2 separate regions of the Gossypium hirsutum genome follow, and region 2 is linked to region 1. The links are chromatin contacts, called in public Hi-C maps. All regions are on one chromosome and are shown on one strand. The core of a region is the stretch at or near the end of the contact, and the rest is flanking DNA. Distances in the headings are between cores, read along the strand shown. Region 1 holds the start of LOC107926985 (probable sugar phosphate/phosphate translocator At1g12500). Region 2 holds the start of LOC107930042 (YTH domain-containing protein 1).

Region 1 (3,822 bases), core at 756-3,255:
CCTTGGTAAGAAATAAATGTGAAGAATTGATCAATTATCATTGGATGGAGAAACACAGATTATAAATCACAATCTACAAAGATGAAAGTTCATACAAACTCAGATATAAGGCTGAAGAATGTGAATCATGCATAGATTTAAGCTGCTAAGCAAATGAGTATGGCATGAACAGAAGATTGAAGTCAATAATAATCCAACATAAAGAAGTAGGAGAACTTTTTCTCCCAAATATAACAAATGTTTGAATAGAGGTTTTTTTTTTTTTTTAATTTTATCTGTCCATATCAACGTAGCAAAAGCATACTATAAGATTACAAACAGGGGAAAAAGTGAAAAAGAGAATTTTATTCTCTTAAACCACCCCCAATAACAAAAGAAAAAAAAGAGCATCTAACCCTTTTTTCCCTTTTTATTTCTCAATTCTTCCTATACAATTCCAATCACAAATTTCATTTTTTCCTTCCATTAAATCTAATCAAAAGCAAGAAATTATAATGAAGAATAAAAAAGGAGTCGCACCCATGTTTGTGACCTTATTGTCAGTGTGTAGTGACCTTAGATCTTTTCTTTGCTTCGCTGTAAAGCACAACTCCCATTATTGTAACAGCGAATCCAGCCATCCCCATCACGGTCACCGGATTCTTGAAGATCATAACCGACACGATCGCTGCTAACGCGGCTTTGGCATTGCCCAAAACCTGCAAAGTAAGGGCACTCGTATGTTTGGTAACCAAAAAATTTGTTAAGTTCACCAAATAAGCCACCGTAGCATTCCCAACCAACAAGAAAACAATGAAAGAATCAGTCTTGGCTTTCTCAAGTGTGATTCTTGCAACATTTCCTTCAATATATAGAGTAAACGGTAACAAAATCATTGCTGCCATAGGAGCCATATACAGCAGCAAGTTCATGGAATGTAGCTTCTCAGCTTCACTAGTTAACAAGATCCCTTGAACTACAGACTTTAAAGCACGACCAGCAGTAGAACCAACACAAACCAAGAACCCAAACAGGTTAAACAAAGGCTCACTGTTACTAGCCAACACAATCCCAAAAACCACAGGCAAAAGTGCACAATAAACCTCAGCAGATTCCTTCTTGCAAGTGATTAAGAAAGCGAAAATTGCAGTGAAAAAAGGGGTCGTGGCGCCAATAGCTTGGTTAAACGACACTGGAATGTACCTTAAAGAAGTGTTCCCACACACGACGGAGAAACAAAAAATGGCACTCAAAGCAAATATTTTGAAAAACTGCTTCCTCGACAAAATATGTTGCCTTGGAACTATTTCAAGAAAGTTTATGGCTACGTAACTGTAACAAGCACATGAGATCATGTGGAGCATGGTGAGAAAGATTGGATAACGGTAGCCATAAAAGCTGAGGAGATACTTGTTGAGTAAAAGGACCCCAATGTTGGACATGAACCATGAAGCAATGATCAGTGCCGTTAAGAGATTAGGAGAGAGATGTGATCCAACGCTGTAGATGCCGTTTCTCACCTCAGCTGTTGGGGTAGCCGGGATGTCCAAAAGTTGGTGGTCGGCAGTGGCGGTTGATTCCAATCTTGGGTTGCTCATCCTCCTTGTAGTCCATGTTTGCGCCTCTACCATTTGAGTCCTTCGGGAGTGACAGTAAAGATGGTAGCTTTGAGCCAAAGTCTCAAAAATGAGAAAAGAATGATTTTTTCTTTCCCTCTGTGTTACTTAGCTGGTTAGATCTGAAGGAGGGAAGGGAATGTTGAGGAAGATATGTTCGTTGAGGTGATCTGATCGGACGGTGAATAATTAGATTTGAGAAAATGGAGAAATAGGAAGCGTTGGATGGGAAGGAAGGGTAATGGGGGGAATAAAATAAAAACATAAAAGTAATATTAGTTTAGATTAGATATCCTCGTGAAAGCAGGTTGGAGAGTGCTGATGATGGATTCGCTTGCAAGACTCTTGTCTGAATCTGACCACATTTCTCATATTTTATTATTTTTTATCTTTACTTCAAACTTATTACCGGCTCCCGTTTTTTTTTCTTTTTATATAACACTTCTTCCATCCCATCTAATTTTTTTAATTAATTAAATTTAATAAAAATATATTTTAAAATTATTTTACTCATAATTTATTTTTTTTCAGTTTTTATCCATAATTAATTTTTAAAAATAAAATGCCAAAATTTGAAAAAATCTTACCAGTAGAATTCAATATGTAACAATTTTATTGAGATGGGGAATACAAAAAATAAAGGTTAAAGGGTTCTACAATTCCTTAATTTAAAAAATAATTAATTAAGTCACTGAAAAAACGTACTCAACTGAATCCTTAAACATTAAATTTTTCATCAATTAGGCCTCTTGACCAATTATTTCCGTCATCGGCCATTAGTTTCCTTACATGACTGTTAACGATCATTGAGCTAGCCATGATGCTAAGGTGGTGGTCTATGTTAGTAACAATTGTTGACATGATATCACCACGTGAGCAAAAATAAAAAATTTATAAAATTTAAAAATATTATATTTTAAATTTCAAGTTCAAAATAAACTTGGACAAATATTATAAATAGAAATAAAAATAAAAAAATATTTGAAATTTCATATCCATAATGAAATTAAAAATTTGTTTGTCTAGATTCATTCTCGATATAAATTTTTAAAGGGATAATATAAAATTTGACCCCTGAACTTGACAACTAGATTGACTTTGATACTTATACTTTTTTGGTACTTGAACTTAGTCACTAGATCCATTTTGGTTCATGAACTTGGATTTTATCAAAATTTGATGATGTGACTAGTGATACTAGAACAATATTAGATTTGTCGGTCGGATTGGTTGGGTCAACAATCAATTGATATAACAGCCTGAACAAAGGGATTGAATCGATTGAATCAAAAACTGTTTGAAAAATTTGTAAAAAAAAAAACTAGGACAAAAATCGACATCTAAACAAGTTGAATCAGTTTAACATTTTTTTTAGATTTTTATAAAATTTTAATTATTTATTTAATTATTGTTTGGCCATCTCAACCAATCAATTATTAAAACACTAGATGTGACACTTAAAGATTGTGCCACATCGTCAAACTTTTATATTTTCAAGTTTAAAAACCAGAATAGACGGTTATTAAGTTTGAGTGGCAAATTGGATCAAAAAAAATAAGTGTACTAAAGTGGATCTAATTGTTAAGTTCAATTATAAATTTCATCCCTCTAATTTACGAAAACCAAGAAGTTAGCTCATCGAATTTGATCCTCATACATTGTTGAAAACTGAGGTTAGACCAATTATTAGTAAGCACATGAACTTGAATAGTTGATATTAGTTAATTTGCTGCATTGAATTTTGTTAATTTATTGTATACAAATTACTACATTATTGATTTTTAGGTAAACAATTTAGTGGTAAAGTTTAACAATGTTATCTAGTTGAAGTAATTTTTTAGTTTTTGTAAATTATTATGACCAAATTTCAATAAATTAACTTCTCAATTTTTATAAACTATAAGGATTAAGTTGATAATTAAACCTGATATACAACGTAACATATAACATGTTGAATAATTTTTAACGATTCAATGGAAAAAGACACATGATAAAATGAGCGTAGAGGTATAATGATTTTAGGTATTTCAATATAGTTATAATACAATGGTAAATTTCAGTTTTGGTCCTTATGCTATGTTGACATTTTAAATTTAATCTATATATTTCAATTTTATAATTCATTAGTAATCTAAATAATCACAATTGTTAACTATTTCAATTAAAATCCAAACACCAATTTTTATTAAGAATATTATTTCAACAAAAAGAATTACTTTACTAAGAT
Region 2 (3,963 bases), core at 841-3,340, 210 kb after region 1:
TTTGTCTGCCACATGAGAATGCTCTAGGTCTTGTGCCTTAAAGGGATAGCCATCCTCATTCTCTGACATAAACCAGATTCATACAATGAATAAAACTTGAAAATACATATTAACAGAGGCTGTTACCATGTAATTGATTCTGTACAATACAAGAACATGAAAATCAGTAAAAGCACAATCCTGCACTTTAGTACATATCTTAACTCACTTCATCACTTTATCATAGTGTGTGAATATATGCATGTATATATATTAGAGAGAGAATTCAATGCCGATGTCAGCATAAACTAGATGGACTGTAACAAAACTTGGCCACTGGAACCAATTCACCAAAAATTAAGAAGAAAAAGACTAAGTAGTTTATAACTCCATTGACAATGTATACTTTCCTAAATACTGTATCACAAAGTGACGTGAAAAGATTTCAACAAAGCTGGATCTCTATGCTACTTGTTTCCTGTTTAACGTCTTATCTTTACACAACCATTAGCCAATCCAATGAAAAAAAGGGATCACTTCTTATGGATTCACATGCAAGAAAATATAGTTATGATCATACAGCCATGATAGAACCAATAATGCAAATATAGGGGGCTACAACTCGTACACATATTCAAAACCTGATAAACAATAACTGCTCTCATTATTTATAGCATAATAGGACTTCAAAATTATGTGTCCCAAAGTGCGATATGTAGGTTCTGAGCAAGTTAAAGAGAGAGGGAGATCATAAAACTTCTTTTTCTTGTCTTAAAATAATTCTAGGCCTACAACCAATGAACTAAAATCATGTTCAACATAAGATGCAAACATATACATGGGAAAGATGAATTTCAGATCAATTAAAGGTAGAAACATATAATGATGTCTTAAACAAGAAGAAGATGCGCCATAATTTTACCTAAATCATCTGAATTTCCCATGTCATTTTTCCATTCAGTCACCGATGAATCAACTACAGATGCATTTTCTCTTGCAGTATCAGAAGACATATCCTTATTCACCTCCAATCACAATGCAGATTAATGAAAAAGAAATCAAGCCAGACTCTGCGGCAAGACAACGCAACTGTATTTGAAATATATATATTTAGCAATCCAATTCAAAATAAACAGTGATCAGTATCCAGAATCTCTACCATCAGCAGCAATAACCGGATATGGACTTTGGGCAGAAGGAAAGAAGTATTAAAAGTAAAAGAAAACACAACTTTTCTAGGCTAAACATGAACTATTACTCCAAGTTACCTTATAGCAAAATTAGACATGGAGAATACCAAAAAAAAAAAATCATACAGAAAAGCAATTGAGTAAATAAAGAAAGAAAAAAGGAGGATATAGTTACAGTAATAACTAATAAGTAAATACAGTTTCTTTTTGTTAATCCCATTTATAGAATTTTCAAGGAGAATGTTTGGAAATGTATTTTGCATCACAAGTCTATTCTATTCTATTCGTCCATTTAATTTTTTAGTATACCATTAGGGCCGAACGCATAACAAATAAATTCTCATGAATAAATAAAAGAATTAATACTAAGATAAATTATAGCCAATTCCTTATATTCATAGGCGAAATGAATTTTGTAAAGTTCATATTCAACATTAGGGAAATTTCAGAAAACAATTCACTAATTATGTAAAGGAATTCCTCCCATTTTCGTTCTACTATTGTTTCTCAGCAACCAAGCAGGAGGTAAAGCGGAAAAGAAAATAAGAGAAAAGAAAGAAGTGAAAGCGAGTACCTGTTTAAGAGGGAAAACCAAACAGAAAGCAAAACAGGAGTGTTGAAGTTGAAGTTGAAGTTGAAGTTGAAGTGGAAGTGGAAGTGGAAGTCCCAAGTGATTGGCTATGTATTAGTGTCTTGGCCTTGCCTGTAGTAAATGAACCCTAACTTTTGTTTCCCTTTTTTGTTTTTCTTTTTTTTTTTCGATTTTCATTTCTTGGAATTGAACCTTCCAAATTATACGCCGAGTATAGGTAACTTTAGCTCTTTATTTTTTTTCCATTTGCGGGTCTTGAGATTGGCGATCCAGCAGCTGCTTTAGGTTGGTTTCGGCTGAAGGTGGACAGATCGGACAATGTTACGTGTGTTCGTGAATCTCAGACAATGAGCGCAAATTAGATTTTAACTGGGCCTTCTCAGTTCCAGGTTCTATATTTGGGCTGTCATTGCCCTGAGGCCTCAGCCATGCACTTGGGGCAAACAGTTTAATCGGTTGATATCTTTTTGGAATTGATTTAATCAAAAATTGATTTAATTGATTTTAGTTAAGAAAACCGATTTCAAATCAATTTTGATTCGGTCGATTATTTTGATTAACTGATATTGAGTTATTAGATTGGGTTTATATGGTTAGATATTTATTTTGTATTATAAAATATAAATATATTTTAAATAATTTAAAAATAATATAAAATAAGTCTATTTGTTTGATCGGTTCAATTACGGGATTTAAAAATTAATGACCGATTGAATTAACCGATTAAACCAAGATCAAAACCGACCAACCCGCTCCATCTGACTAAACTGAAACCAAAAAAATCGAGTGAACTAATTTTTCGATTAAACTTGAAAATTGCTCTCCCTATCGCTATTTTTCAGATTTCAAAATTCAAGTTTAATTGTTAACACTATTATTCTTTTTGTTAAATTTACTAGTGTTGCATTTTAAAATTTAAATAAAGATACTTAGTAGTAATATAATTGAAAAATGTTGTAATTAGACTTATCCATGACTTGGGCCACAGCCCAATTCTTAAGTCCAAGCCCTTTTTCTACCCGACCCAACCAAAAAGCCTGTTTCACTGTTTAAAAATTAATGATTGAATTCGAGTCAAGTTGACCCACAACATAGAAAACTTTGTCTAAGTCCAACCTAAGTTAGCTCACCTAACTAATGGACAAGTTTAGTCGCAATGAATCTAAATTTAACAAAATAATTTTAACATGTTAACGGCTAGATTTAAATTTAAAAATATCTCAAACAAAAAAATTAAAAATTTCAAAATAAAAATAAAAAATTAAATTTTAAATTTATGAAGAATAAATATACTTATTACACATTTTAGCATTAAATTAAGGGTAAATTACACCAACAGTCACTCAACTTTGAGGTAGGTAACAAAACAACCACCTAGGTTTCATTTTAGTCACTCAACTTTTGAAAAATAACAAAATAGACACTAACGTTATAAAAAAGTGACAAAATAGTCACCGATTAATAGTTTCCGTTAGTGTCTTACCGGACCACTGATATGGCAAGTTAACTGCTGATGTGGCCAGTTAACTTGTCACGTTGGATGTCCACAATGGAAACCCACCCAATTTAAGAAGAAATTGAAAAAAAAACCCTTAATAACAAAGGAGAAGAAGAAGAGACTATAAAAAACAAAAAGTCTTCTTTGCTTAATTTGGCGGGTTTGATTCTTTGCCATTGAAACACCATGTCTTTGCTCTTCTTCTTCTTCTTCTTGGCTATATTCTTCTGTAACCTTCCACCATTGAAACACCAAATAGATAAATCTCAACTTCACTAAAACACCCAAAAACAAAGACAGATAAAATTTCTTTCAGACCCAAATTAATAAAAAGGAAAAAAATTTGACCCATTATATTGATTGAACCAGCAAGGGAGTTGAATAAATTTGGAAAAGACCCAGAAAAGAAAATCTTGCAAAAAGTGGGTCATTTCTTCAAAATTTGAAAATTTAAACATTACTTGCCATTATCAGAAGTGAGGAGAAGCTTGGGTAAATTGCCTTCCCCTTGTGTTACTGTGACCCCCAAAGCAACAACATTCTGGTTTGAAGCTGCAACAGCCATTCCTAAGTAACTGCAGAAGAATATGAAGCAATTGGGTTAAAGCTTTGGCCTTAGATCGTTATCTTTAAAGTTTGGAGGAATCACTTGCAGAGATGCAGTATGGGACTGATTTGAAAACTGGGGGCATCTCCATTTTTTC

Evidence for each region. A called contact is a pair of places that touch in the nucleus more often than the background predicts.
Region 2: a contact with region 1 is called in a Hi-C map of leaf, with 1.5 times the contacts expected there. The contact joins the promoter of LOC107930042 here to the promoter of LOC107926985 in region 1. A contact is called at or near these places in 4 of 34 Hi-C or Micro-C datasets (leaf and petal).

The regions. Positions count from the first base shown.
Region 1 is chrD08:59,842,218-59,846,039 of Gossypium_hirsutum_v2.1, forward strand. LOC107926985 (probable sugar phosphate/phosphate translocator At1g12500) reads right to left here and starts at 2,006. Exons shown (of 1, transcript XM_016857941.2): 1 at 239-2,006. The coding sequence starts at 1,610. The coding sequence ends at 540.
Region 2 is chrD08:60,050,319-60,054,281 of Gossypium_hirsutum_v2.1, forward strand. It overlaps LOC107930042 (YTH domain-containing protein 1), which reads right to left and starts at 2,091. Exons shown (of 10, transcript XM_041098624.1): 1 at 1,744-2,091; 2 at 902-1,068; 3 at 1-62. The coding sequence starts at 992.